Linked DNA regions of Hordeum vulgare: all the other regions are linked to region 1. A link is a contact called in public Hi-C data. All regions are on one chromosome and are shown on one strand. Each heading gives the region's core, a stretch centred on a gene start, on an enhancer-like site or on the middle of the called end of the contact. The rest is flanking DNA. Distances are from core to core; before and after follow the strand shown.

Region 1 (4,783 bases), core at 653-3,152:
TATCTTCCTGAAGTAGGGAAAAAATTATAGTTTGCACAAGATGAATTGGAGTAGAGATGCATTGAACAGTATCAACAGTATGTGTTAGCAGAAAACATACCATGTAGCGATGGTAATGATCAGCAGCAATATCGCCGTTACTTCCATCCTCAATTGTGCCTGAACCCACAAGATAAGAAAGGAAGGAAGGAAGGAAGAAAGAAAGAAAATGTAAGAAGACATATGAAGAAATCAAGTTATCACAAGATAAAAGTGAAGTATGTCTAGATTGAAACTGTGCAGTAATATGAATTCTGAATCTTCACCTTCCTTGTGGGTGTAGACATCCCAATTACTTAGGCCTTTCTTACCCTCCAAATATCCGCCTTCAATCTGAAGAATGGAAACAACATGTTATCAGCAAACTTGAGCTTGAGGTTGCCTAAAAGAGGCCGGTGTATTATGTAACAAGATAGCTCACACTACAAATCATAAATAAAATTTTAATGCACTAAAAGTCCAAAAGTGTGTACAAGTTTCCCAAGGGGCAAGGGCAGCAAAACAACGGAGTCAACTAGGTTTGGTCGGCTTCGGTTCGGAAGCCCAATTTGAATGGGCTGCATAGCTCAACTGGGTTGGGTACTTGGATGACAGGATATAGCGCATAGATTGGGCCGTGCTAGCCATTCCTTAGTTTTTTTAGTTACATCCCTTCATAAGCTGATGTGCAGCTAGATACCCAATAAATAAATGTGCAACTAAATACCCTAAAAAAATACTTCCTTCATCCCAAAATAAGTGTCTTAAACTTAGTGCAATTTTGTATTAGAGTTAGTACAAAGTTGAGACACTTATTTCGGGACGGAGGGAGTAGAAGACACTGATAACTGGTAAGTGCCACACACCTGACATGAAGCAGCTCCAATGTTTTTTTATGGCAACTTTAGTTACAAGAGGATGGCAACTTTAGTTGTGAAGCATAGCAACTTTCTGTTTGGATGGCAAGTTTCAGTTTTTTTGGGGATTTATCTTTTTTTTTTCAGATGACAAGTTTAGTACTCTAGGGCTAGTATAAAGTTGAGACAGTTATTTTGAAACGGAGGGAGTATAAAAAAGCGTCAGGTCGGTACTTCGTGTCATACATGAAACACTTATCATTTGGGAAAATAAATGTGCAGCAAGATATTTCTTCATCAGCGAGTTGTTCTATAGGAAAGCTAGATAAAACCAAGTATTTTTTTTAAAAAAATTGTGGGGTTGTGTTTTTTACTAATGCAATTTCTTCTGTAACTCTAGCTATCTTTGGTTTATTCATAGCATATATCTTCTATGGATCTGCTTATTCTTTTTTTCAGAATTTGGATTTAATAAACTCTTTTGTAAAAAGAAATCCTAAAAAATTCTATTGAAGACAATGGTAGATTTCTTAAGGATTTCCAAAAGGAAAGTTAATTATTTTCCTTCAGCAACGTAGTGTAACGATTGCAATTATACGCCTACTGGCTACTGAATGTTTGGAAAAGAAGGGGATGCATCAAGTCATCCCAGGAGCCCAATCGATCCCCTCAAAACAAAAAACAAAAATTAGCTCAATCGAGAAAAAAAGAGAGGATATGCAGCCACTCGGTGCACAATTGGGTGGGGGGTAGGTACCTGGTAGGCAGAGGTGGATGTCCCAAAGAGGAAGCTCGTCGGAGGAGGGAACTGGCCGCGATCGAGCGCCGAAGCACATCGGAGGAGCAGGTGAGCAGACGAGAGCAGGAGAAGCCACAAGGGCGCCTCGCGCGCCATCCGCCCACGGCCGGCGACCCCCTCCGCAGTGAGCTCTGCTCTGAAAGTTCAGGGGCTGTTTTGTTTGGATCCCTTATCTGCCCGACCAAAATATTGGTCATTGACCAGCCGTGGAGTGGGCGTTTGGATGGGATCCAAATAATTGGTACGCCAGCTCGCCTCCACTCTCTCCTAGCTCTTTTGCGCCAATGCATTGGTAGAAACTATACCTGTCCAAACGGGCCGGCACGATTACGGCGGGCCGGGCCCGCCGTAATCGTGCCAGGCACGGCACGGCTCGCCTGGGCCCGATTAATATCCGGGCCGTGCCGTGTCGGCCCGCGTGCCAGCCTCCCAGGCCCAAGCACGGCACGCAGGCCTAATTGGACCGGCCCGCGGCACGCTGGCTATTTTGATATAAAAAAAATAAAAAAGGCAAAAAAAATCAGCCCCCTCTCCCTTTCCCACGCTCCCACCGCCCTTTCCCGCCCTCCCCTTCCCTTTTTGCGCGCCCCTCCCGCCCAGTCGACTGCGTCGCCGCTTCTTTTTCCATTTTTCGTGCGCCCCTCCCGCGAGTCCCGCCCAGCCCCTCCCGCTCGAACCTATCCAGATCTATCGGCCGCCTCGCCGCCTCCTAATCGTACCGTGCCGGGCCGGCACGCGGGCTGGGGGTCGCGGTCCAGGCACGGCCCATAGCGTGCTCGTGCCTGGCCCGGGCACGATTAGTCCGTGCCGGGCCCGGCCCGTGTCGTGCCTGGCCCGGCCCGTGTCGTGCCTGGCCCGGCCCGTGTCATGCCTGGCCTGCGGGTAGTCGGGCCGGCCCGGCCCGTTTGGCTAGGTTTGGTAGAAACGAGGGCGCTGGAATCGTCCGCCAATATTTTGGTTTGCCATCAGCGTCAACGATTTATTTTAAATGACAAATAGAGCAACTCTAACGGAACGACCCATTTCGTCCGTCGCAGTTTGTTTGGATCTACACGGACAGAAAAGACGGTCCAACGTGCCGACCCAAACAGGCACGTGTTCGCTTTTCGTCCGCCTGCCGACCCATTTCCAGCCCAATATTGAGCCTGGTTTGGATCGGCGCGGACACAAAGTGGAAGCGGACGACGCATGCTTTTTCCATCCCCTGACCCGTGAGTCGGTGGCACATTGGTCGTTCTCCACCCCTACCGACATCATCGATAGCTAGCCCTCACCTTGCCGCCAACCCCGTCATCGTTGCCGCCGCCACCCAATTCCGGTGTCTCCTCCCATACCTCCCCAACGCTTACCCACGTCGCCGGCCGCATCGCCGCCGAGGCACCGCAGCTTCCCTGACACTAATCTGCCATTGTCGGTCAGCTTCGTCGTCCACGCCCGCAAGTTGTTCGACAGTTTGCCTCAAGGTACAAATGGACTGCGCCGCCGAGTTCTTTTTTCCATAATGTTCTGTGTGACTCCGATAATTCCTCATCCGACGATGAGGAGATGCTGCTTGCCGTGTTGATCCATGACCACCTAAATAGGCAGCGGTCGTTGTTTTGGGCTCGATTCCGGGGCATGTTCAAGCGTTGAATCGCAACCGAGAGAGCGGCCATTTCCTTCTATGGAAGGATTACTTTGACACAAGCAATCCGCCGTTCAAAGTTCAAACATTAGAAATTCCGACGTCGTTTCCGTATGGCTAGGCATGTTTTCAACCGGATTTGAGAGGGGGTGGTCGGATACGATGACTACTTTGAGTGCAAAGAGGATGCCATTGGAAAGATTGGCTTCTCATCTTATCAGAAATGCACTGCAACCATCTGGATGCTTGCGGAGTACCCCGTGATCTTATCGATGAGTACGTCCGTATGAGTGAGTCTACGTGCCTAGAGTCGTTGTACAGATTCTGTAAGGTTGTGGTTGCAGTGTTTGGCCCTGAGTACTTGAGAGGGTCGACTGATGCGGACATAACCCGCTTGTTGGCGATCAATCCAGTCGAGGCTTTTCGGGGATGCTTGGCAGCAGAGACTGCATGCACTGGGTGTAGAAGAACTGCCCTTCTGCTTGGCAATGCCAGTACAAGGGCGATGTCAAGGCTTACACTGTCATACTTGAGGCCATGGCCTCTCAAGATCTCTGGATCTGGCATTCTTTCTTTGGCATGGTTGGATCATACAATGATATCAACGTGCTTCAGCGATCGTCGGTGTTTGCAAGGCTTGCTGAAGGCAACAGTCCTCCGGTCAATGTTAACATCAACGGTCATAACTACAACAAAGGATACTATGACGGAATCTATCCACAATGGACCACTATTGTGAAGACAATCTCCAACCCTGTCGGAGAGAAGAGGAAAAGATTTGCCCAAGAGCAAGAGAGTGCTAGGAAGGATGTCGAGCATGCCTTTGGTGTTCTGCAATCTGCTACCTCCTGAGCTTGCCTTGGTTTTTCCTTGAAGAGGAAAGGGTGATGCAGCGAAGTAGGTAAGTATTTCCCTTAGTTTGTTGAGAACCAAGGTATCAATCCAGTAGGAGGAACAAGCAAGGCCCCAATTGTAGTACCTACACAAACAATCAAACATTTGCACCCAACGCTAAAAAGGGGTTGTCAATCCCTTCAGAGTTATTTGCAAGGATGAGATCTGATAGAGATAGATATAAAAGATTGATAGATCTAAAAGTAAAACAAAAGTAAATAAATTGCAGCAAGATATTTTTGGTATTTTTGGTGTATAGATCTGAAAGTATAATATGGAAAATAGAACCTGGGCCATAGGTTTCACTAGAAGCTTCTATCATAAAGGAAAATAATACGATGGATGAACAAATTACTGTCGAGCAATTGATAGAAAAGCAAATAATTATGAAGATATCCAAGGCAATGATTATGCATATAGGCATCATGTCCGTGTCACGTAGACCGAAACCATTCTGCATCTACTACTATTACTCCACACATCGACCGATCCTCCCTGCATCTAGAGTATTAAGTTCAGGAAGAACAAAGTAACACATTAAGTAAGATGACATGATGTAGAGGGATAAACTCAAGCAATATGATGGAAACC
Region 2 (4,783 bases), core at 1,622-4,121, 480 kb after region 1:
GAAAAAATCATGTTTTTTCTAAAAGTTAAATAAGTATTTGAAATATGTTAATCAAGCATTTTATAATTTGTAATGTCTACATAAAAATGTTGACCATGTATTAAACATTTGTCAAGCTTGTATTTAAAAAATATTACTCAAGCATTTGAACAAAATTAATTGTGTATTAAAAAGAATTAACCAAGTATTATAACGTTAATCTTCTATTTAAAAAATGTTAATCCAGCATCTGAAGTATGTTAAAAATGTGTAGTCAAAAAATTGTAACCAGGCATTTAAAAAATGTTAAATGTGTATTAACAAATGTTTATCATGTATAGGAAAAGTTTATAAAAAGTTATATAATGTGCGTCCAAATTTGATCATGTATTTAGAAAAATGGTATTCATGCATTTGAAAAAATGTTAAACAATAATTTAAAAAATGGCAATCCAACATTTAGAAAATATTAAATGTACAGAAAAATTGTTGCCCAGGTATTAAAAAATATCAACCTTGTATCTAAAAAATATTAATAAAGCATTTGAAAATGTTAATCAAGCATTTAGAAAATATTTAATGTCTATAGAAAAATTGTTGCCCACGTATTAAAAATATCAATCTTGTATTTTAAAAACATTAATAAAGCATTTGAAAATGTCAATCAAGCATTTAGAAAATATTTAATGGGTATAGAAAAATTGTTGCCCATGTATTAAAACTGTGAATCTTGTATACAAAAAACATTAATAAAGTATTTGAAAATATTAAATATATATAGGATAAATGGTGTCCATGTATTAAAAATTGTTAGTCTTCGAATTGAAAAATATTAATCAGACATATAAACAACGTTAAATGTGTATAAAAATATTGTTCATATAAAAATGTTGAAATTGTATTTAAAAATATTAAACATGTATTCAAAAATGTTTTTAATGCTTAAAAAATGCAAAAGTAAAAAACCCAAAGAAATAAATTGAAACAAAAAAACTATGAGAAACAAAAATTAAAAAGCCTAAAAAAGCGACGAAGCAAGTGAAAAAAATGAAAACCGATAAGGAAACATACAAAACCAAAAAAAAATAAAATTTTGTAACAAAGAAAAAAGGGAAAACAAAAGAAAAATGTTGGTGAAACAAAAGGAGGCAAAGAAAGAAACATTGGAAACAAAAAAAAATGAAGAAAAGAAGAAAAGGAAATAACGGTACAAAACATAAATAAAAACTTAAAAATCCAAATAAAAAGATAAATAAAAGAAAAGAAGAAGAAAATATTAATAATGGGAAAAGAAGAGCGAGAGGCAATTTCCTATGCATGGTAGTAGCTGCACACCCTTTGGTATAAGTGTCTTTTTTGATATAGGAGGTGTCGGGTTTCAAAGGCATTGACACAAGTTCATTATTGTTGTATATGAATGACCTTTTTTCACTTTGATTTGTCTTTTTTGTAACCTTTTTGACACAAGTGTCTTTTTGTTCTGTAGAAAGAACGTTTCTCACTTCTCTCATTTTTTTCCTTGCCTTTTTTTGGCAAAATTGCATGTTTTCTTGTATGGCTGGTCCAAAACCATGATATTTTTTGTTATAAAATTATTTTTTATATTTCAAAGTAATTTATCAAATTAATTAGAGATAAAAATTGGGGCCATGTGTAGCTACCACCATGGGTAGTAATGTATCTCACTATGATTCTTATAAAAAGTATTTCACTATAAGCGAGATATAAAGGTTGTTTCCATTGGAGCCAACACATGTCGTGCCAATTTTTTTTTTGGGAAATCTTGCCCTCTTCATTCATCAAAATCCACGATCATAGGGACAAGGTTCGAATCATGAGGGTTGCCTAACCACACATGTCTATCTATTCCGCGAGATTGTGAGGCTCGAAATTAAAGTTCCTACGTTCATGTTTAAATGAGACTGAGCTAAACCTATTACAATAATTCAGAATATTTTTTGAAAATCCAAAACATTTTTTGAAAAATAAAAAACATTTTCCTAGTTTGAAAAACAATTTTTTTAAAATCCATAACATTTTTTGAAAATCAAGAAGATTTTTTTACTACTACCAGGCGTTCATTCTAGAGCCCCGCGGGCGGAGAAGCCAAGGTAAATAGCCCTAGCACGTACTTCCTACCCCAAGCCGTCGACGCACGCAACGTGTTCGACGGATTGACTCTTCCACACTTTTTCGCAAAAAAAAGAAGACTCTTCCACACGCAGTTTCACCGCGGACGCAGCCGTTGCTTTGCTTGCGACCCCCCCGCGCGACAGGCGCCGAAGAGGAGTTCTCTCCTTCTTAGGACATGTACAATGATGCTATCTTAAGAGTGCTACATAGAATAAATGATGAGGTGGATGAGAGAGAACTCGAAAAAAAGGCTTTGTCTTCTTTTATTTAAGAGAAGACAAGAGGTGATCTTTTAGTACAATATGTCTCATCATGTTTTTAGGAATAACTAATTATAAAAGATAAGGCTAAGGTCCTGTTTGGAACCATAATAGATTATGATAATATGAATTATGAAGATAGATTATATAATCTGGTTTATAAAAATAATCTAGGTGAACATGTTTGGAGGCCAGATTATATAAACTGTAATTCAGGTTTTACATTGCATAATGATATGTCTGCCCTCTGTTTAAAAAAAAAGGAGGGTGGCGATGGTATGAATGTAAGGGTCATTAACAATCCATATTCTGATTTTAGCTGGTGTAGACTAAATTATGAGTTTTTTACAATCTGTTCATCTAGTTTTTTTAATCTACACCATAGTCTGTTCCATTTAAAGACATAATGGATTATAAAAACTGGATTATATAATCTGGATGGTTCCAAACAGGGCTTAAAAGATGACCTATTATAGACTCTCTTTTTTATTATCTTTAAATTACATGAAAGATTTAAAATAAAACTATTTTATCAATCATTGTACATACCCTTATGCAAGTGCTCCATTAGGCCACAATACACTTTCGCTCGGGCCGCCGGCGCCAAGTGTAATTGCAGGTCGGTTGCGGTACCGTCCCGGCGCGCCCGAAATATCAACGGCCAACGCCGAGGGATATCCACTGGCCACTGGCCAGAGGCCACTGCCAATCTCCTCACCAAGCTCCACGCCACTTCCCTTCGCCCCCAGCCTCCACGACCATGATCATCACCACCCCCGCCTTCCCGTCCGTCTCCTCCTTCCACCGCCCGCGCCTCAGGCCCTACCCGCGCCGCGCCGTCCTCCTCCTCGTCCGGTCGGCCGCCTCCTCCTCCTCGTCGTCGTCCTCGGAGGAGCGCGAGGAAGCGCGGTGGCTCCGCGAGGAGCAGCGCTGGCTGCGGGAGGAGCAGCGGTGGCTCCGCGAGGAGTCGCGCTGGCGCGCCGAGCGGGAGGCGCTCCTCGCCGAGATCACGGCGCTCCGTCTGCGCCTCCGCGCGCTCGAGCCGCTCCCGCTGCCGCCCGCCGCGCCCCTGCCTCCTCCCGCCCCGGCGGCTACGCGCGCTGCTCCGCCTCCGCCTCCGCCTCCCCCTGCACCGTCGGCGCGCGTTGCTCCGCCCCCGCCCGCGCCCGCGGCGAGCGTGGCGCCCCCTCCGCCGCCCGCGCCGGCGCCGGTGGAGGAGGTCGAGGTGAGGAAGGAGGTGGTGGTGGTCGAGGAGAAGGCCAAGGCGAAGGCGAAACCGAAGGCCGGGGCCGGCAGCGGCAAGAAGCGGGCGCTGAGGGTAGGGAGCGAAGGCGAGGAAGTGCGCGCGATGCAGGTGAGCGTAGCCGCGGTCGCGCACCTCTCGTTTTGGCTAGGATTCGCCATGCACGACGTGTGGTCGAGCCGAACAGGACATGCTCTGTTCTCTTGACTGTTGGCAATGCCTACTTTCTGCCTAGCTACCCACTGCAACTTTGTGCAATCTGCTGACGCTCTACACTGTCAACAATGTGGCTGTGAATTAATGCACTTACGAGATAGTGATAGAGATTTATATTTGTGATCCAGAACCTGCTAATCAACTCGTTAGCATTCCATGACACTTCCGAAAAGAAAAATCTATGCACAAAAGATTGTATTCAGTGGTATGTAAGGAAATTCAAGTGTAGTGCACTTCATGCAGGAAGCCTTGGAAAAGCTCGGTTTCTACTCGGGCGAAGAGGACACGGAGTTCTCCAGCTTCTCCACCGGCACCGAACGAGCCGTCAAGACATGGCAGGTCAATATAATGCCCGCCCCATCATCACATTCGTCGACAGAGCTGTGCCTGTGCTAACTGCTATGCTAGTATAAAATTGCAGTACCGCATTACATTTCTTGTTTGCAGGCATCGATAGGGACTACGGAGGACGGGTTGATGACGTCGGAGCTGCTCGAGATGCTATTCACAGGACGGACCCAGGAGGATCTCAGAAAGGCAAGTTCAGAAATTTCAAGCCAGAGTCAGATTTCCAGTGATGTGGTCAAGACTCAAGACCACACATTGAGATCCTGATGTACACATCTGAGATTATACTTTCGTTTTTGCCTGTAGGAAGGCGTAAATGGAGCACTTGTTCCACCTGTAGCAGAAACTGCAGAGCTTCAGCAACCTGTGGTGGAAAAAATTGACTACAACAAGCACAGAGTGTACCTTCTCGGCGAAAACAGGTGGGAAGACCCGTCCAGGCTGACCAAGAAGGATAAACCGATCATCGGTTCTACTGTTTCGTCGACAAAGCAGTGCATCACCTGCCGGGGCGAAGGCCGCCTCCTGTGCCTAGGTACTGAAAGTCACTGCTTCTTTACTCTGTCTACATTCTTATCTAACTCCCAGCCTCCTGTGTACATAA
Region 3 (4,783 bases), core at 921-3,420, 300 kb after region 1:
GACGAAGAAAGTACAAAACTTTCCAACACCCCTTTGTCATGACACGTACATGAGCTCTTAAAGATTTTCAAAAGATGTTGAATGGGCCTAAAACACACCCCGTGTTTCAACACAATTTCCTTCAAAGCAACTTTTCGGATCACAAGGCAGATCAACGACTGTAAGAGGATGCGCAGGTGCGTGCCTCCACACCTGCGCACCTCTTTGAATTTTCGCCTCAATCAAGCAACTTGATCCATTAATACATGTTGCCACATGGTTATGGGTCAGTGCATGACGTTAGATAGATAAGAAGGACAGATACGATTAGCTGGCCAACTAAAATTGATTACTCTGCAACCCTGTTTGTATATTAGGTGTGTCCACATAATTTAAGTTGAGGTCTCGAAATGAGTAAATGAGACAACAACAATTTCGGCCATTGTGAAACAAGACATAATTGTATAATTATGATAGAGCCAGACCAGACAATGATTCGTCAGCAGTTTTTAGACATTGTTGAAGGAAGTGTCGCTAAATGATCTATGGAGCTAGATTTGTTTATCATTTTTAATATTTTTTATACTATCTTAACAGTTGATGAATAGATCGAAAGCTTTTCATAAAAAAGAAAAAGAAAACGAAGGGCTAGGCAGGGGACCTCCTAAGCGCCGCTCATTACGACCAACTGTCAAGCGGACGCACAGGGATCACCCGACTGGGCTGGCGCAGTTTTTTTATTTTTCTCTTCCTTTTCTGCTTATTTCTTTTTTTGTTCGTCTTTTCTTTCTTTTTTACTTTTCTTTTCGAATTTGAAGTAAAAACTAATTCGGATTTGAAGAATACTTTTTGAAACTACACAACATTTTTGTAACCATGAACATATTTTAAATTAAGAACACATTTTGAAACATGAACAAATTTCAAATTCATGAACAAAATTATAACATCGGAAACATTTTTAAAATCTTCAAAAATATTTTGAAACCACGAACAGTTTTCAAATTCTGACCAAAATTTGAAAGATGAACAAATATTGAACCTTTAAACATTTTTCCAATTGTGAACAAATTTCAAACATAAATAAATTTCAAATTTGTGCCAAAATTATAAAACTGTGAACATTTCTCGAATCTGCAAAGAAATTTTGAAACCGCGAGCATTTTTTGAATTGTGGACAAATTTAGAAACATAAAAAAATCGTGAACAAAATTATAAAATTGTTAAAAATTCTCTTTAAACCACGAACATTGTTCAAATTGTGATCATATTTTTAAATATTAAAAAATTCGAATTCTTGAACAAACTTATAAAATTGTGAACATTTTCCCTTAAACCACGAACATTTTTCGAATTGTGAACAACATTGGAAACATAAACAAATTGCAGATTGATGAACAAAATTATAAAACCGCGAACATTTTTAAATATTTAAACAATTTTGAAAGCACGAACATTTTTTAAATTATGAATGTTTTTTGAAACATGAATTTTTTTCAATTTGTGAACAAATTTTGAAACTGTGAACAGTTTTCGAATTGTGCATTAATTTTAAAACAGTCAGTGTTTTTGAATTGTGCACAAAATTGAACTTAATAAAAAAAAGAAATAGAAACAAAAGAAAATACAGAAAATGGAAACATGAACAAATATCAAAATTGAAAATATGTTTTGTATTGTCGAACAAATTAACAAAAGAGGATTTTTCAAAAAATATTAGAACATTTATATATTTTTGAACAAAATGACAAAACAGGAACCTTTTTTTGGTAATTCCCATATAGATTTCATTTTTCAAATTTGAAGAAGAATTTTTGAAAATGCCAAACATTTTTAAAACCCAGATTGGTTTTGAAAATCCGGAACATTTTCTTTAGAAACAAACAATTTTTTTGGATTTGAAGATTATTTTTTTGAAAACACAGAACATTTTCTAAAACAGAAACAGAAAAGTAAATGAAAAAAGAAAACGAGAGAAAAACAGTTCAGGCAACCTTATTGAAGTTTCCTAAATCTGGATCAAAGCGACTGGGAACATTATAGAAGGTTCCCAAAACCTGGATGCTTTAATTGGCCAACCCAATCTGAAACTATCGCTTCCTCGCCTGTCTGTTTCGTTGACATTTTGACGTAGAGAGCCTTAAATAGGATTTCCCATTTTAGTTCGACCGTCCGGGGAGCTCCTATATGTCGTGTTTTGCGGCAAATAGGACTCATCGATTGGGCCAGCCCGTAGACTAGCGATGTGGCCACCACGACCTGTACATGCGCGATATAAAATCTAGAAAAAAATGCGTTCCTAAACAGGAATCGAGTTCCAGACCAAACGACCGTGTCCGTCTAGCGATAACCACTTCCTAACGACCAGAAGTGACAAATAAACAACCCGTAGTTTTAAGAACTAAATTACTTGGCAGATCAGGGCACTTGTGAACAAATTGTGAAAACTGGAACATTTATTAAATTTCTGCATAATGTTTAAAAACGTGAATCTTTTTGGCAAAACTTAAATAATTTTGTAAATAGAAAATCAGCAAAAAGTTTTGGAAAAATTGTAGAAAAATTTCAAAATCAGATAAATGTATGAATCTGTGAACAAATTTTGTAAAACAGGAACATTTACTAAATTCCGAACAACTTTTGTAAAAAAACATATTCTACACCTTTTCCAAATTGTGAACAAATTTTTGAAACATGAGCAAAATTATAAAATTGTGAACATTTTTTGAATTGTGGGCAAATTTTGAAGCCGTAAACATTTTTTGAATTCCGAACAAATTTTCAAACCTGAACAAATTTCAAATTCGTGAAAAAATTATAAAACTGTGCATGTTTTTCGAATTGTTAACAAATTTTGAAATCGTAAACATTTTTCAATTTTGAACAAAGTTTTAAACAGTGAACATTTTTCAAGTTATGAAAAAAATATAAAATTGTCAACATTTTTTGAATTGTGAACAAATTTTGAAACCGTAACTATCTTTCAAATTGTGAACAAAATTATAAAATTTTGAAAATGTTTCGAATTGCGAACAAATTTTGACACCGTAATTTTTTTTGGTGACACTACAAGTACCATTGACATTTAACAAACCATCAACCAGAACGACGTGTTGTACGAAACCATCAACTAGAAAATGAAGAACAATTTTGAAATTCCAGAACATTTTTTTGAATTTCGTAACAATTTTCCAAATCCAGAACATTTTTCTGAAAAAATTGAAACAGTTTGATAAATTTCCAGAATGTTTTTTAAATTCTGGACCATTTTTTCAGAATTACAGAATATTTTTTCAAATTCCGGAACATTTTTTAAAATTCTAGAATATATTTTTCAAATTTCAAACAGTTTTCGAATTCCCAAACATTTTTCAAATTCCAGAATATTTTTTAAATTCCAAAACATTTTTCAAATTCCAGAACATTTTTCCAAATTCCGGAAGATTTTATGAAAATCCACAAGATTTCTGAAATAGAAACAGAAAAAAAGAATAAATAAAAAAGAATACAGAAAAAATAAAACCTGGTTCAGGAATCTTCTAGGAAGTTTCTAAAATTGGAAAAAAACCGGCTGGGACACTGAGACGCTTAAATGGGTCGGCCCAATCCCGACGATCGCTCGATCTTCCTATGTGAAACTGCGACATTTTGACGCACTGCCCGTCAAATAGGGTTTTCCGTTAGGCAGACCACTTGCAAGGCCAAGTTTTTTTTAGTTTCCTTAGATCTAGGTCACATTTGATGGCACGATGAGAAGGTTTTTCTGTTTTTATTTTATTTTTATTTTTCAAGTTGTAAAATAGCTGACATGAGTTTGCACCTTATTTTTAGTCGACTACGACTAATTTAGATGATCATAATGTGTAATGTGTTCGGATTGGTTCATGAGCATCTCACGCGGATCGTGCATCAAACACCGTCAGATTCTCTCGAATCTAACGAGAGCCCTCAGCCGCTCATACTCTCACCCTACATAGCCCAACCCCACATTCCCCACTCCTCATCCTCTTGCCCCTTCTCTCCCACGCACCCACAGCCGCCACCCCAAACCTCCCTCTGCTTATGATCTCGATCCGCCGCTGCCCCACTCCCACCATCGACAACCCTCGTCGTAGAAGAGGTCGAGGCTGACCCAAGATCGATCCCATGCCTAGACTCGCGATGGACGCAGCACGGATCCGCAACCAAGCCCACACCAATCTGGACCTCGATCTGATCGAGCACGCGCTCTTCATTGGTAGGTCTTTGGTAGGATGTGTCTCCCGTCCACGACCTCCGCCCTTTCCTCACGCGTGACACCATTGAGCTCCTCCTGGCCGCCCCTTCGACCTCATCTTGGTAGCGGCTCGTCAGTGGTGCCCCCCGCCGCCGACCTAAAGAACTGTTACATCGAGTTATTCAAGGTCGACCACGCCACCCACTTTGACCTAATCCTGGTAGCAACCTCTGTATCACTCCCCCTTACCTTTTAGATCTATTTTCTTCTTGCAACCCAATTTGCTTCAAGATTGGGATATGACCAGGCTAGTTTTGATTCGATTCGATTAGGTTAAATTAGCTTGCGGTGCGATATGATTCCAAGTCAACTCCTTGGATGTGCTATTATCGTGGTTGTAGTTTGTGTTGGTCTGAGGTTAGGGTTTGAGTGATACGAGTGAATCTTCCCTAACTAAAGCTTTCTCCATGGTAACTATATTAATTTGCACCGTACAATGATTATTTGGTATTGTATTTTCTTAAGACTATGCTGCACATATCAACTATGTTTGTTTCGAGCTCAGTTATATGTGGTCAGTCCCTTGTT

The links. Hi-C and Micro-C count contacts between places; a contact is called where the count stands out from the background.
Region 2: a contact with region 1 is called in a Hi-C map of seedling, with 2.0 times the contacts expected there. The contact joins the promoter of LOC123427235 here to the promoter of LOC123427229 in region 1. A contact is called at or near these places in 2 of 6 Hi-C or Micro-C datasets (leaf and seedling).
Region 3: a contact with region 1 is called in a Hi-C map of leaf, with 3 times the contacts expected there. The contact joins the enhancer-like site here to the promoter of LOC123427229 in region 1. A contact is called at or near these places in 2 of 6 Hi-C or Micro-C datasets (leaf and seedling).

Annotation. Positions count from the first base shown.
Region 1 is chr2H:557,728,853-557,733,635 of MorexV3_pseudomolecules_assembly, forward strand. LOC123427229 (probable inactive beta-glucosidase 14) reads right to left here and starts at 1,903. Exons shown (of 12, transcript XM_045111226.1): 1 at 1,633-1,903; 2 at 306-372; 3 at 101-159; 4 at 1-7. The coding sequence starts at 1,770.
Region 2 is chr2H:558,208,176-558,212,958 of MorexV3_pseudomolecules_assembly, forward strand. LOC123427235 (protein disulfide isomerase pTAC5, chloroplastic) reads left to right here and starts at 2,872. Exons shown (of 6, transcript XM_045111232.1): 1 at 2,872-3,726; 2 at 4,075-4,170; 3 at 4,279-4,368; 4 at 4,486-4,714. The coding sequence starts at 3,133.
Region 3 is chr2H:558,033,526-558,038,308 of MorexV3_pseudomolecules_assembly, forward strand. No RefSeq gene overlaps it. Among protein-coding and RNA genes, the nearest start is that of LOC123427233, 53 kb to the right of the region's middle. Within about 2 kb of position 2,171, at least 1 of the 3 cell types and tissues checked has open chromatin away from gene starts, as enhancers often do. A contact at or near this core is called in leaf, where this site is marked.